Linked DNA regions of Hordeum vulgare: regions 2 and 3 are each linked to region 1. The links are chromatin contacts, called in public Hi-C maps. All regions are on one chromosome and are shown on one strand. Each heading gives the region's core, a stretch centred on a gene start, on an enhancer-like site or on the middle of the called end of the contact. The rest is flanking DNA. Distances are from core to core; before and after follow the strand shown. Region 1 holds the start of LOC123425658 (exocyst complex component EXO84C). Region 2 holds the start of LOC123425662. Region 3 holds the start of LOC123425652 (HVA22-like protein k).

Region 1 (5,037 bases), core at 1,481-3,980:
TACAGACAGGGCTACTCAAATACTCAAAACCAAATTGTGCAATCCAACATTACATGGAACTGGACTCATATATACAGTAACACACTATGAGAATATGGTATATCCAGAATGAAAATACCAACAAACCATAATCAATAAAGCGAGAACTCACATTGATAACTGACATAAACTTCTTTCCACTGCTTGTAAGCATCATCTTAGGGGCAACTGAATCAGATGGCGGTGATCCTTCTTGAGGAGCGAGAAGCAGAATATCATCAGTCCTTGCTGAATCAATAATCTTTCTTCTTACCCTTCTAAAATTCAGTTCAAGCACTTCTTCGATATGAGGTCGCAATAGTAGCATAAGTAACTTTGAGAATTTCAACCCATGTGATTCTAGACAAGAGCAGTGAGCAAGACTAGTTTGTACGCATATGCAGGCAGAACGAAATGCAGAAACACTCTCAGGCAAAGGAGAATTTTCTTTAACCAAACGTGCAAAAGCTTCTATTTCAGATTCGGACCATTGGATAATCCGGTTCATATTCATGGGGCTATCTCCAAATAGTGTACTAGATTCTTTCAACACCTTTGAGATAACTGAGAAAACAAGTTGCGACAAGGTTGCAGAGTAAGTTTCTGTGTAGACTGAACAGGTGGGAAGAAATGCCTCAACATCTCTGTGAAGACGTGAACCGTAGGTTTTTAGAAGTACTTGATGGGCTACAGGGCCTTTACCAATCTTAATTAAACCAGACAAAGATTTTCTTAGTTCAGTAATAGATAAAGATGGCTGTTCTGAATACCTAACAAGCTGATCCTCAAGAATTGATTTCCTTTTAAGCAGTGCTGTCTTATAGGCAGAAAGCTCTGCATCTGATTCTTTGCCTGAATCGTCTGTAACCATATATTTCTTCTCTTCAGTTTCCAGGGCAAGCAGTGCCTTTTCTAGTTTGTGCTCTGCAAGCAAAATGTCTATTTCGTCCAGAAAAATAAGCTTAGGGTCTTGAGTATCAACACACAAAATTTCATTAAGTTCACACTGAAAATCCTTTTCCACCGCATGCTCTTCCTTACTATACTTTTGCCACATTTCAAGTTCCCGGCACACACCACTCATCAGATCTTGTACAAGCATCCCCTGGGCAGATACATGCTTCTGCAGCTCAATTAACTCTTGCTCTGCCTCAACAACCTCCTCGGATATTCTGCACGAATAAATAAAAATGTTTGGCAATAAATGTAAGGAATTGTGCAGAATAGAAACACAAGACAGTATATAGTTCATAGTCAAATTTCTACTGACTGAATGAAGTTGAATGGTGCATCAGGTAGAGTATTGATGCACTTAGACAAAAGTTAGGTTACCATCCATTCACAGTCAAGGTGGTTTCAAGTTACCCAACATTCAACATAATCTGCACTGGAAAGAATATATAGTGCTTATGTACTCGTAGTGGATGTTCTTTTATAAATATCCAAGTCACTGCAATGGCACACACACGCCAATACTTTTCTAATTCTTAGGGATACATATTTTTTAACAGCTATGTATGACTTCAGTGGAAGTGTCAAGTCTCAAGTGTGTAAGGACCAGCTGCAAGAGTTTGGCCTTTTGGCACACAGCAGCAACCTACATGTTTCAATGAGGTGACCAAATAGTCTTAGTTGCAAGTCCTAGTCTAGGCAGGTACAACTACTAGACTATCAAACCGTGTAGATCCAATGGCCAACAAGATAAAACTCAGAACAGCAGAAACTATAAACAACAATATAAAGGGCATCAGTCACAGTCACAGAGACGTTTTTTCCAATCCAGAACGGAATGGAACTCCTAGTGTTACCTGAGGAAAGCATGGTATTTCGACTGCATATTCCCGCACAGGTTTTCGATGGCATCCTTCAGCTCCAGCAGCTCGGAGCAGATCTTCCTGATACCCTGTTAAACACAACAGCGTTACTCACCGAGTACAGTCACCACACTGATGAGATGGTTCGGGCAACCACCAGAGTCCCCACCGGCTTCAACAGACAGATGCAGGCAGATCAGCAGTCTCATTCAATTTCGTTGCAGTAAGGCCAAGCTAGCTTACGGTGTACTTGTATTTGTGCTGTGATGGGGCCCCAGTTGAACTGACTGTTCCACAGAACAGCGCATATTGAATAATCAAAGATTCGAAGATCAGATTTTAGTAGTTACCAATCCCCCAAGAGACAAAGGGCTCGGTAACTGAACGCTGCATAGGTAATTTTCTCTAAGCGACTGCCCCCTGCAACACGCCGCCACGGGCATGCCCGCTCTAGATCCAAAATCGCAATCTAGCTTAAAAGCACGAGCAGCCAGGAGCAGAAGCAAGAAGTAGCCAAGAAAAGAACCCCAACAATGCGCGGATGGAGGAGTGTTAGGGGAAGACGGCGGCGACACGGGGAGAAATCTAGGAAGGGAAAGGGGGCGGGGGAGGGGAGGGAGGCCACCTTCTCCGTCTGGGACTGGTAGGCGGCGCGGATGGAGGACTGAGGGGTGATCCACTCGTGGCCGGGGAAGTCGTCCTCCAGCTCCTCCTCGCTGCTGCTCTCCATCGCCGGCCTCCCCATGGCCGCCGAGCCTCCTTGGGCGCTGGCCCGAAATCGAAAGCCTGTTGGAGTTTGCGGGCGTGCGGTGAGCAAGCGGCAGGGGAGACGAGAGAAAGGGAGATAAGAGGGGTGGAGCCGTGGGAGTGGAGCGGAGTGCCGTTATGGGGGGCGGTCAGTCACCCACCGGCAGCGACCGGAGGGCTACCATGGGCGTCACCGGGTTTTCCCCCTTCTCTTTTTGCCCATTCTACGGTGCAGGTGGGAGCCGTCGGCTTGGGCCTCGGCAGGGCCCCCCTGTTTCGTTTTAAGTTTTCCTTCTTTTGGTTATTTTTGTGTTTCCTTTTCTGGTTTTCTTCTTTAAAAATGTTCACAAATTTGACAAGTGGTCCCGGATTTCAAAAATTATTGATGAATTTGAAAAAAAATATCAAGAATATGAAATCATGGTCCGAATTTTAAAAAATGTCCATGGTTTTTTTTTTAAATCCGGACTTCATAAATTGTCCCTGAATTTGCAAAATGTTCACAATGTGGAGAAATGGTCCTGCACTACGAAAAATGTTCTCAATTTCCAAAAGTGTTTGAGAAATGATCTCAAATTTCAAAATTTGTTCATGAATTTCCCGAATTACAAAAAAGTTCATGAATTTGTTAAAAAACCTCCGAATTCCAAAAAATATTTACTTACTTCAAAATTGTTAGCATATTTCAAAAAACAGAAAATAAAAGGGGAAATGAAAAGGCTGACAAAAGAAAACACACAGAGAGAAAATATTTGTAGAACCTTCCAAAATCGTGGGAGAAAGACACACAAAAAAGTGTATATGGGTTGGCCCATATGTTATGTGTGCTCATTTATTGCACATTTTATGCATGTGATTCCTGTGGCGGGGTGCTGCAAAGCGGTGGAGTCCTTGCATATGGTGGAGGCAGGGCAAGGCGTGGCCTCCAATATGGGTGAAACCATGGGGTTGCTGAAGGCAGGTAGTCCACCAAAGGGGTGAATCATGCTTGGTACGATGGTCCTCTCACGAGGGCCTACTCTCAAGATGTCGCACATTTCAAATGGAGTGGTTGGGGCAACAATTCTACGATTGGATGCTCCCGCGATTTTGTCGGTGATGAATGTCCTAGCCGCGGACCGAGCCCAATGATGACGGTCTAGGGTCTACTAAACCTCGGATGGAGTTCATGTCGATATCCCGAGTATTGATGGGTGCTCGCCAAGCAGAGGAGAGCGAGCAAGGGTCATGTAACACTCGTGTAATGGAGGGGCGGGGCTCAGCTCGCCATATTGAGAAATGACGGTGCTAAAATCAACGGATCTCGGGGTAGGGGGGTCCCGAGTCGTTGATCTTGGATATATGGTAACATCACAAAGGGGGTCACGATATTTTACCCAAGTGCGGGCCCTCTCTAAGAGGTAAAACCCTACGTCTTGCTTGTATTGTATTAACTGTGGATGGGGTACAAAGTACAGGAGGATTTACCTCGAGGTTGTATGATTGTGTTCTAGTCTAAAATTCTTGCCTCAACAAACTAAAGCCCACGGCTTATATAGGCACCGAGGGTATCTAGAGTTACAAGTATGTCAGTTACAACTAGGGATAGCATGTTGATCATTCAAATACGCCTTGAAGTGTACGCCAAGTTGTAGGATCACAAGTAGATCTAGAGGGGGTGATCAGACTAGTTCACCAAATAAAAACTTAACATTTTTCTTTTTTTAGTTGTAGGAAAGTTTTAGTGAAATTTTGAGAAATGATCTCAAATTTCAAAAATTGTTTATGAATTTCCTCGATTACAAAAAAGTTCATGAATTTCTGAAAAATCCTCCGAATTTCAAAAATTATTTACTTACTTCAAAATTGTTAGAGTATTTCAAAAAACAGAAAAGAAAAAGGGAAATGAAAAGGCTGACAAAAGAAAACATAGAGAAAAAAATATTTTTAGAACCTTCCAAAATCGTGGGAGAAAGACACACAAAAAGTGTATATGGGTTGGCCCATATGTTATGTGTGCTCCTTTATTGCACATTTTATGCATGTGATTCCTGTGGCGGGGTGCTGCAAAGCGGTGGCGTCCTTGCATATGGTGGAGGCAGGGCAAGGTGTGGCCTCCAATATGGGTGAAACCATGGGGTTGCTGAAGGCGGGAAGGCCACCAAAGGGGTGAATCATGCATGGTACGATGGTCCTCTCACGAGGGCCTACTCTCGAGATGTCGCGCATTTCGAATGGAGTGGTTGGGGCAACAATTCTACGATTGGATTCTCCCACGAGTTTGTCGGTGATGAATGTCCTAGCCGCGGACCGAGCCCAATGATGATGGTTTAGGGTCTACCAAAGCTCGGATGGAGTTCATGTCGATATCCCGAGTGTTGATGGGTGCTCGCCAAGCATAGGAGAGCGAGCAAGGGTCCGGTACCGCTCGTGTAACGGAGGGGCGGGGCTCGGCTCACCATATTGAGAAATGACGGTG
Region 2 (5,037 bases), core at 1,163-3,662, 950 kb before region 1:
AAAGAAGTGACCGAGAGAAATTGGATGATACAAGCCCAACAGGCCCAGACAATAGTAGATCGTCGATTTTGTTGCTGGAGCATCGTGTATTGCGGTTGCCACTGTCTATGGGGGTTAAGGTGCATCCAACGACCAAAATAACCTAAAATTATAGTCTTGACGGTAGTAAAAGGTGAAGGTCTGAGAGGGCTTGAAGAGTGCTCGATTGTAATGTATTTAAATGTATGTTGTATTGTGTGATGAACTTTGTTGTATTGCGTTTTGAATTTTGTTATATTGTTTGATGAACAATTTGTGTTGCATTTGATGTTGTGGACTTGATGGATTATCTAGTAAGTTGATTGTAGATTTGATGAAATTGTTGTTATGTTTGTTTTGGATTAATTTGAGATTCATTTAGTTTCATTTGTATGCAATTGTTGAAAAAAGATGTGATGCGGCTGTCTTATTTTAAAGCGGTTGTTGGAGCAATAATGCCCTATTATAAAGTTCGTGAGAATTTTGGGTGTCATAAAAACCATTTTTTATATTTTTCATGCCCTATATAATATAATAGAGCAACTATTGAAGATGCTATGAGGTGAGTTCGATATTACTTGTTAATTTATATGCAATTTCAATGTTTAATTTTACATTTTTTGTTGGAGCAACGATGTCATTTTAAAACCCATCTCCGGACACCCTAAAACTGTTTTTCAATGCCCTATTTTAGGGCACTTGTTTGAGCTCTTAAAGCTGAAAATGCAAGCTCTCATTGTTTATGCCACCACAAAATTCTTCCTCTAGACTTGTGTGTCAAAAGTTGCCAAGCAAGCTGTCAAGGGACCAAGATGAATGTGTGCATCGAAAGCGAGCTTATTAGAGCATCTCTAGTAGAACCCTCAAACCCTTAATCTAAAACCAGTTTTAAGGGTTGAGAATTGGCCATTTTTAACACTTTTAAGGGTTGAAAAACAGGGGTAAAGACTAGAACCCTCAAACCCAACCCTTATAATGGAATATTCTGTTATAAGGGTTGGGTTTGAGGGTTCTAGTCTTTGCCCCAACCCCAACCCTTAAAACTGTCATTTCATGTATCACACATTTCATCACATTTCATCATATGACATATCACAAATTCAATCACATTTGACATAAAATAATAATCATTCTAGTTATTATTACACCACCGAATAAAACAATAATCATTCAAATTATTACAACAATGTTTGAGCAAATTACAACAATTGTTCGAATCAAATAGGACATAGAAAAGTAAAACAAAGATACATCATAATTCATGAGTAAAACATTTGACAATGGAGATAAAATGTAAAGTGAAATAATAGCAACTTTGGAAGATCATGACAATCTGAAGCAAAATACAAGGTAAGCATATCATGAAAATCTGAAACCAAATTATTCACATGCTAACTTATTTCTTAGCAGCAATCTGAAGAAAAATACAAGGTAAGCATATCATGCAAAGTCTATTTACTAGCCTCTATTTGTAACTGATTTCTTAGCAGCAAAATCTGCCATGAAATCTGTTATGAAACCTGAAACCTGAAATCATGGAACCTGAAGCAAAATCGGTATCAATTGCACAGGGCAAAACCTGAAACAACTAATTGCACAGGGCATGTATCAATTGCATAGGGCAAAATTTGCCATAAAACCTAAAACCTGAAACCATGAAACCTGAAGCAAAATCTGTTATGACTTGCCTGAAAAAAATTCAGTTGGGTAGAAACTCACATACACAGGGCATGTATTAATTGCCTCTCTGCCAATAATTCTGTTCTACTTATCTAGCAAAACCAGGAAGAGTATGTACACTGGAGCTCGCGAGGGCACCATGGTAGAAGTGTGGAGGTGGAGAAGGATTGGAACATGAACTCATCTGGGCGCCGGGGAACTGCTGCAGCGGCGAGGTGATGGCTCAGGCCGGGGCGGGGCGCGGCGGCGGGCAGGGCAGGCGAGGCGGGCGAGGCGGCGGGCGGGGCAGGCGCGGCGGCGGGCGGGGGCGCGGCGGCGGGAGGAGGCGGCGGGAGGAGCTCGGGAGGCGGGGGGAATTCCCTCCCGCGCGATCTGGGAAGAGGAGTGCGGGTTGGGGGGAGTTTTTCCTTCCAACCCTCACTTCTACAGGTTGGGAAGGCGTTTGAGGGTTGGACCTCTATTTTTTTTTACGGGTTTAAGGGTTTAAGAGTACTAGTTTACGCCGTTTTTTCGACGAAAACTGTAAAAAACGGTTATTTTTTAAGGTTTGAGGGTTTGAGGGCTCTAGTAGAGATGCTCTTACCCTGTTCATACGGTCAGCTCCCTGTCCAAAGAGGATTAGTTGGTAGCCAAAGGTTGGTGAGGCCACGCGACTGTGACAGTCCGACTAGCTAGAGTCACCGGGCATGGTTTAAACACGAAGAAAACGCAGCTACAGGCGCGCGCAGCGGAGCCTTGCGGTTGCAGGGGAAGAGAGGGGAGAGGGTCCCTCCTACCGCGACATGCTGCCGCGCTCCCACTCGCACCCGGCGCGGCGTCGCTCCGGCCTCGGCCCGCAGCTTTGCGCCGTCGCCGCGGCGCTGCTCCTGCTCCTCTCCCTCGCCGTCCTCCACTCTCGCCTCTCCTCCTCCTCGCCCTTCCCTCTCTCCTCCTCGTCCCGTTCCTCCGCCACCGACTCCGCCGCCACCAACTCCACCGCTCTCCTCGCGGACGACGACGACGACCCTGTGGCCGGTGCCCTTGACCCCGACCTCACCCTCGCCGCCGTGACCACCGCTGCCGCCACCGAGGGCGCCGCGGCTACCAACCCCGACGACGACCGCATCGACGAGCTCGACGTGCTCGACGAGGACGACTCCTCCGCCGTCACCGACGCGGCCGAGGACGTGCCCGCCTCCGCCACCGCCGCGTCCTTCCTCTGGGACCACGCCGCCGGCGTCGCCCGCCTCCCCTTCCGCCTCCCCCCCGCTGGCGACACCCTGCCCGCGGGGTTCCCTCACTTGGACTCCCCGCGCCAGATCGCCGCCGCCGCCTTTGGATCCGACGACGAGCCTGTGGATCTGGAGCTGCGGGTCGAGATCTCGTCCATCAGCGGCATCGAGGACGCGCTGCTCCTCAAGCCCGCCTCCGGCCGTAGCGAGACGCGGCTCCGCTCCGGTTGGGCGCGGTGGCTGGAGGGGAAGGCAGACTACCTCCGGCGCGATCGGATGCTCAGGTCCAACTTGGAGCTCCTCAATCCTCGCAACCACCCTCTGCTCCAGGACCCGGACAGTCCTGGTCTCACGTCACTCACCCGTGGCGACCGCATGGTGCAGCGGATGCTCATCTCAGAAATTGAGAAAGACTCATCCAAGAATTTTGCCCGGCGGAGCCTCAAGTCGTCCGACAATGAGCATGGAATAGGAGCCATTCTGAAGGAGGAGCCGGAACAAGTTAGGAGGTGGGGACACTTTCTAGGAATTGATCCACATTTGGGGTTCTCGGAGTTCATGGAAAGGTTCTTTGAGCATGGGAAGTGCTCCATGAGGGTGTTCATGGTATGGAACAGCCCTCAGTGGGCGTACGGTGTTCGGCACCAGCGTGGGCTCGAGAGCTTGCTCCAGCAGCATCCTGATGCCTGTGTGGTCGTGCTGTCGGAGACGCTGGAGCTCGAGACCTTCCATGAGTTTGTGAAGGAAGGGTATGTTTCATAACCTGCTCATTCACTGATGCTTCTTTAGATTTAATTTGCGAGTGACAGCTGAAATCGCACAACTCTTTAGTGTTCGTAATAATTACTGTTTGATTAATGAGATTAGCTAACTGTGAATAATAAACCACAGAAAGATAATACTTCCAACATAAAAGCATGAAGTAACTAGAATTTGAACCACTTGGTACCACACGGTATTTTTCCTTCTTTGTACCAGTATATTTACCAGCTGTTTGAGGAAATGTGTCACTTCTGAGGAACGAACACCATGTTTAGGAACTATTGCTGGCATAAATGTACATGTACTGAGTAGAAACTCTTATTGAAGGGAATTGAAATCTCTAGTCTCTGCCATTGCATTTCTAATCCCACCCTTCACATGGTCATTCTCTTCTCCAGCCCTTGGATTAAAAGTGACTTATGTCTATTTAGTAATCCCACCCTTCACATGGTCATTCTCTTCTCCGACCCTTGGATTAAAAGTGGCTTATGTCTATTCAGTAATCCCCACCCTTCACATGATCATTCTCTTCTCTAACCCTTGGATTATAAGTGGCTTATTTCTGTTCAGTAATGCAATCACATCTGTGCAGAATATTGTCTTCGCTGTTACTTCTTAGCATATAAAAGCTTATTGTGTACTTTTCCTCCCAGATTACTCCTTACTAACTGGAGAATAAATTACTAGTTGAACCCCAAGCCGTCCAGTAAAGTATTCAAGAGTAGGATAACGGTACTTGTGCTTGCATTTGCATATTTGGTTAGCGCCACATAAGATTCTAACTTAGTGTTTAAAGTATTATACTCTTTTTATCTATACTATTAACATCCGCTGGATTAGTTGTACAAGCATAAAAACATGCCCTCACCTCTTAGATTACTGCTCCCCAGCTCTGTTAGCACTGGCACATCAAGTGGTATCTCAGCTAACTATGGGTGGATGATACAGATCAGACCTAGTCTGAATTGATTGACTTTCTTAGATATCACAAATGATGCACCTTGAGGTACCTTAACCTTTGCTATTTGCTATCCAACGTACTTGTTTGCTCCAACTTTGCTTTTCTTTCTAGATTTATCCACTTCAAAAGGTAATTTGATGGTTGTAATCTGCATATTAGGCAGCAAGATCCATTCTTTAGTAGTCCGTAAATACGTAATTGATGGTCTGGAATCCCAAGGAACATTCTGTAAAGAGCAACGCACAATTAATGTGCGCCTGTTCTTTCTGGAGTTTGTGCCGCAGTATTATGTAAAATATACACCATATCACGAATTCTAATGATTTACCAAGAGAAGGTGGTTTTTACTGATGGAATGTATCACATATGTACAACTGAATACCCACCCATAAAGTAAGTAGCATA
Region 3 (5,037 bases), core at 1,687-4,186, 630 kb after region 1:
GACTACCAGAGGGAATACATGAGAAGACAAAGAATGTACCAAAGGGGACGCAGTCACCGCCCTAGGTGCCCTGGGTGTTGACTCGTCAACAGTTAGAGACACGGTTGATGATGGTGAAGCGGAGAAGAAGTCTGAAGCGCAATACTTCAAATTCAATCGCAATCGGACGCTTCGCTCCCGCTACAGTTGAAGGATAATGTTAGAACTTAGAAGTATAAACATGACTAGGATAGAGATAAGGGATGAAGATATAATTAGTTTAAACATACAATATCTTGCCTTGTATCCTAAGCCTCTTTTACGATGTACCGTATATATGTCCCATGAGGGTCAAATCAATGCATCAACAAAATATCTAGGTCATCAATAGTTTTCACACAACAAAAATATTGAGGCCATCAATAGTTTCCACACAGACACACACTTCAATCCAAAATGGTTGTCTTGGCCATATCCTAATCAATTACGGTGTGTCATAATCAACCATTATGTAATTAAAGCACATATATAGAGTACACAAATTTCACAAGATCTTTTGTGGAAATTCATGCAAAAAAATATGTTAGATAAAATACATTTATCACATTTCAATCATGGTTTTACGCAGCATGCATCTAAAAGGTCAAGATTTGCCAATTTTAATAGTAGTGTGATGACGAAAGGAAAAATCGCTAGGAAACAGAAATAGTAATAGACTGATCTCAAAATGCTTCTCAAGGATGAGACATGAATGATGAACATCTTTAAAACATGATACGTCTACAAGTAAGAAAACAAGATACATATAAATCTTGGAGAAGACCTACTGAAAGGTAGTTGTTGCAGCCACCGCCTCATGTTCAATTTAGGGTTCCTTTACCTCCGGCCGGCGTCGGCGACGGTCCACCTCATCTCCACTGCCCTTAGGGCCATGGAGGCATGGTGGATCCCGACCCTTGCTGGCGGGAGGGCTTCATTTTTAGATGTTTCTTCTAGTTTTGTTAGCTTTTGTGTCCTACTTAGGAAGACGAGACGACGACGAATAACCGAAGATGAAATAACGTTCTCCCCGACTATAGCCCTCGTCTTGGTGGTGCGTCTACCATCGTTAGTGAGCGTGTGGAGGCGTGTCTCCAACGGATCTGCCTTCGGTGGATCTGGTCAACGTTCGTCTACGTTCATGTATCTTTAGGTTGGACCCTTTCGATACGCTACTCTTTATCGATGGCGGTTCCTGTTCTGGTTCGCTGGTCTTATGTGGCCTTAGCACGACGACTTCACGATTGTCTATTACAACCAATTTTGTCCAGCTCCAGCGAGGGAGGAGGGACTCACTTCAGTGGTTGTAGTTGTTGGTAGGTGGTCTACGAATTTAGATATAAGTTTCATTATTTTTTATATTCGTTGTGCTGCCTTGATTGGAGATGAATAAATCAAAATTTTTTGGAAAAAAAACTTGAAGAAGATGGCGCAAAATTATGGGAGCAAAAAGATATTACCAATCTCTCCCTAATAATAAAGCAAATTCGGTTTCTGATCGTCCATGAGGGAGATTACCCTTAAAGTTTGCATTTATTATCCACCATGCCACCGGTAAGTAATAGAAAACGTTTCAGAAAGCAAATAAATCTTGGACTGGGCCAGCCCATGTAAAAACCTTCTATATTACGCTCTGCACGCTGGGAGAATATCCAGCACACCGTATGGGCCGGCCCATGCACAGGCGCCTGCTTTTAGTTCCGTTTATTTATTTATTTTCAGTTCCGTTTATTTTATTTTATTTTAAATAATTTAAAACTTCAAGTAATCTTTAAAAATTTAATAAACTGAAAATTATAAATCAACGTATTTCAAAAAATAAAATGTTTGTGACTTCAAAAACTGCTCGGAGTTTTGTAAAAAATTATCGCATATACAATAAAATGTCTGTACAATAAGAAAAGTCCATGATTTGAAATACAATTCCATGTATTAAAAATTATTAAAGGCATTTAACAAAATGCTTTCTAATTCAACATATGTTAATGCATTTAAAAAATGTCCTAAAATTTTAAAAATAGCTAATGTCTGTTTTGATAGTTTTTTTTATTTAAAATTTTCCGTTCCATTTTTGTTTATTTCTAATTTAAACAATTTAGAATTACAAAAACTTTAGCATATTAAAAAGAGGAATTTTGAATTAAATGCTGACGAAACGAAAACATAAAATGTTTGTGGATTCAAAAAAAGCGCGGGATTTTTATATATTTTTTTCAAATTCCAAAACAATGTCCATAAATTTAATAAATATATTACTGATTTATAAAAATGTTTGTTTATTCAAAAAAACTTCATGCGTTTTAAAAAATGTTTGTGAATTTAAAATAAAATCCTCCAACATAAAAAATTATGTTCGTCTTTTCTTGAACTGGTCGCCAATTCAAAAGAAAATATTTAAACCCGTTCGAAATATAAAAAATATTCACGATTTTTAGTAAATGTTTGTAAATTGTAAAAAATGTTCTCAATTTTAAAATTATTTCCATATTTTTAAAATTCTTCACGAAAGATCTAATGTATGTAGTTAAACATTAATACTTCTAAGTCTTTGTGACAATATACCTATGTAAATTTTAAAGAATTAACTGTTGGATGGATCAAATTATTATTGTATATTTAAAAAAAATATTGAAATTCAGAATAAATCTTTGAGTTACCAAGATTTTTGACAACCATGATATATATTTTTTGAAAATGTAAAGATTGCTTCAACTTGTGAATAAATTTAAAAGAAGAAACATTTTCTTGTATTTGTGCATAAAATTTTAAAATCAGGCGAAGATATATAAATATAATGTGGTCACCATCATTGAAGATTATGTTTTATCTTCCGTGGCAACGCACGGGCCAATTTGCTAGGAGAAAATAACGGGGACTCTCATATAAATCTCGGAGAAGACGGCGTCAAAATCGGAAAAAAGGCCTAGTGCGCTAAACCGTCTCCTACTTTTTTTTGCTCCCGGCTTTCTTGTTGCGGCCGGCGTCGCTTCTCCCGCAGGTTTGTGTGCGCGCCCTCCTCCTCTCGCGCCCGGAGCTCAGATCGCCGCAGATTCCTTGCCCTCCGCGCAGCGGCCTCCCCCCTGGCTCCGCGCGCCGTCTAGGGATCCCGGCTCCTCCTCCGCGGTGACCTATGGCTGCTCTTCTGGCGCCCGCCATCTCCGGCGAGGTACGCGCCTCCGACCCAACCCTGCCTCGTACGGAAACCCTAGATCGCACGAGTCGCGCGAGGAATCTCGCTCCGTGTGCCTCGTAAGGAGGCTGCGTGGTGTTGCTTTTGGCGCGGTTGCGCCTTGTTCGTGTTGGAATTTCGCCCGGTTGGGGAGACGATTGGGTGATGGGCTCGCTCCGAATCATGCAATTGATTTTGCGCCAGGAGGGCGTGTGGGACGGGGAATTATTTCGGTTACTTTTGCTCGATGATCATAGTGCCATTGAACTGCCGAGGCTAAGGTTGCTATTGCCAATCCTAGTCGTTGTATGCTAAATAAATGTACATCGTTATACAGGGCCGGGCCGTCAAAATCTGCGGCCCTGTGCCAAACTCTGACATGAGGCCTTCCTCCTTGATTTTTTTTTTGTAATAGATTTATTTATAGTTCCTTTTATGAGACTGGGTTAAATCATCTATTTATGATTTTTCTTATGTTTTTCTTAATCAGATTTGTATTCTCTAGCTGGATTTTGTAGTGGACATAACTTGGATCTTGAAACACCAACGTCTAGAAAAAATGATGCATATCAAATAGTTAGCAACAAACTATGAGTTGAACTGCTCGCCGACGAGGCGCGATGCACAGAAGTATAAGCGATCAGCCTAGATCGAGGATCGGCGATCTCGTGGAAGAAGATGAAGTATTACAGGATTGGAAAAAGAAAGTGACGTTGAGCTAGCACCTGTCCATCAGGTTCCCCTGATTTGTTGATTTAGAGCGCCTCCTGAATACGGCCGTGTGCCTGCCCTACTCACCAGTTGGATGTTGCAGCAGCAGTGCCTCCTTGCGGTGCGGGCCTTGCCGCTGCCGGCTGTCGGCCATCTGCTGCATCGCCGGCCTGCCGCTGCCAGTCTGCTGCTGCGTCGTTAGGGTTAGAACTAGATCGGGATTCCAGCAGTCGGATGTGATAGGTATTCTCCAGGCCATCGATTAGCGATCAAATAACTAGAGTATGCGTGGGATGCTAATTAACCGGCCTGCTAGCTCTACGTGACTAATGGGCATTGCCAGTCTGCTAGCTAAACTAGGCCTAGTTGCTCGTAAAATGGGCCCCCTGCTACTTGAAGGCCCTGTGCGGGCGCACCGGCCGCACACCCCTGCGCCCGGGCCTGTCGTTATATCTCCATTGAACAGCGAGCTGTAAGGTCAGGCAAGAAGATTTCACTACAGACACTATAATTATTACCCTGCTGTTTGCAATATGGTCAAATTTGATTTGGATTTGATGGATTTTCTAGATTATGACTGGATTCACTGCATAGTCACTATTGACCAAATCAAAGGATGTCGGTGTGCCAGTGTTCGATTCAGCATAAAATAGCCGTACTTTGGTGTTCTTGTGGTTCGTTTCTCATGATCCAAGTGGTTGAATTGAAACAGAATGGTAGTGTTTGCAATGGCTCTAAGTGTTGCATTTAGATTTTTGAGTTTCAGATAGTTATGCTGATACACTGGCTTCTGGCTGAGCCATTGATTGCAATTGTATCTTGTCTTATTGTCTGATAACTTGTCTAAACTCGTAAGCATCCTGTATGGATTCTCACTTCGTCTTGGATACAATTGTTACTTGCAAGTGAAAGTTATGCTTTGTGCTGAAATCCTGAGACTGCATTTCATCTCGTAGGTCGGTTTGCGGCTTTTACTGGCACCACTAAGCTCAAATGTTGTCGTTCGCACAGCCAGGTATACTTGTAACGTTCTAAATTAATTGGCATGGTTTTCATCTGGATGTTTATTTCATGTCGTGCTTTTGTAAGTTGATTGTTTCTTTGGCTGGTTCGTTTTATTAAGGTATTTGCTTATTGAG

What was found. Hi-C and Micro-C count contacts between places; a contact is called where the count stands out from the background.
Region 2: a contact with region 1 is called in a Hi-C map of leaf, with 4 times the contacts expected there. The contact joins the promoter of LOC123425662 here to the promoter of LOC123425658 in region 1. A contact is called at or near these places in 2 of 6 Hi-C or Micro-C datasets (leaf and seedling).
Region 3: a contact with region 1 is called in a Hi-C map of seedling, with 6 times the contacts expected there. The contact joins the promoter of LOC123425652 here to the promoter of LOC123425658 in region 1. A contact is called at or near these places in 2 of 6 Hi-C or Micro-C datasets (leaf and seedling) and 1 of 1 datasets of contacts at active chromatin or transcription factors (embryo).

What each region holds. Positions count from the first base shown.
Region 1 is chr2H:158,974,410-158,979,446 of MorexV3_pseudomolecules_assembly, reverse strand. It overlaps LOC123425658 (exocyst complex component EXO84C), which reads right to left and starts at 2,730. Exons shown (of 7, transcript XM_045109359.1): 1 at 2,458-2,730; 2 at 1,827-1,921; 3 at 152-1,190. The coding sequence starts at 2,577.
Region 2 is chr2H:159,920,765-159,925,801 of MorexV3_pseudomolecules_assembly, reverse strand. It overlaps LOC123425662, which reads left to right and starts at 2,412. Exons shown (of 5, transcript XM_045109365.1): 1 at 2,412-3,658. The coding sequence starts at 2,481.
Region 3 is chr2H:158,346,240-158,351,276 of MorexV3_pseudomolecules_assembly, reverse strand. It overlaps LOC123425652 (HVA22-like protein k), which reads left to right and starts at 2,936. Exons shown (of 8, transcript XM_045109351.1): 1 at 2,936-3,184; 2 at 4,855-4,913. The coding sequence starts at 3,149.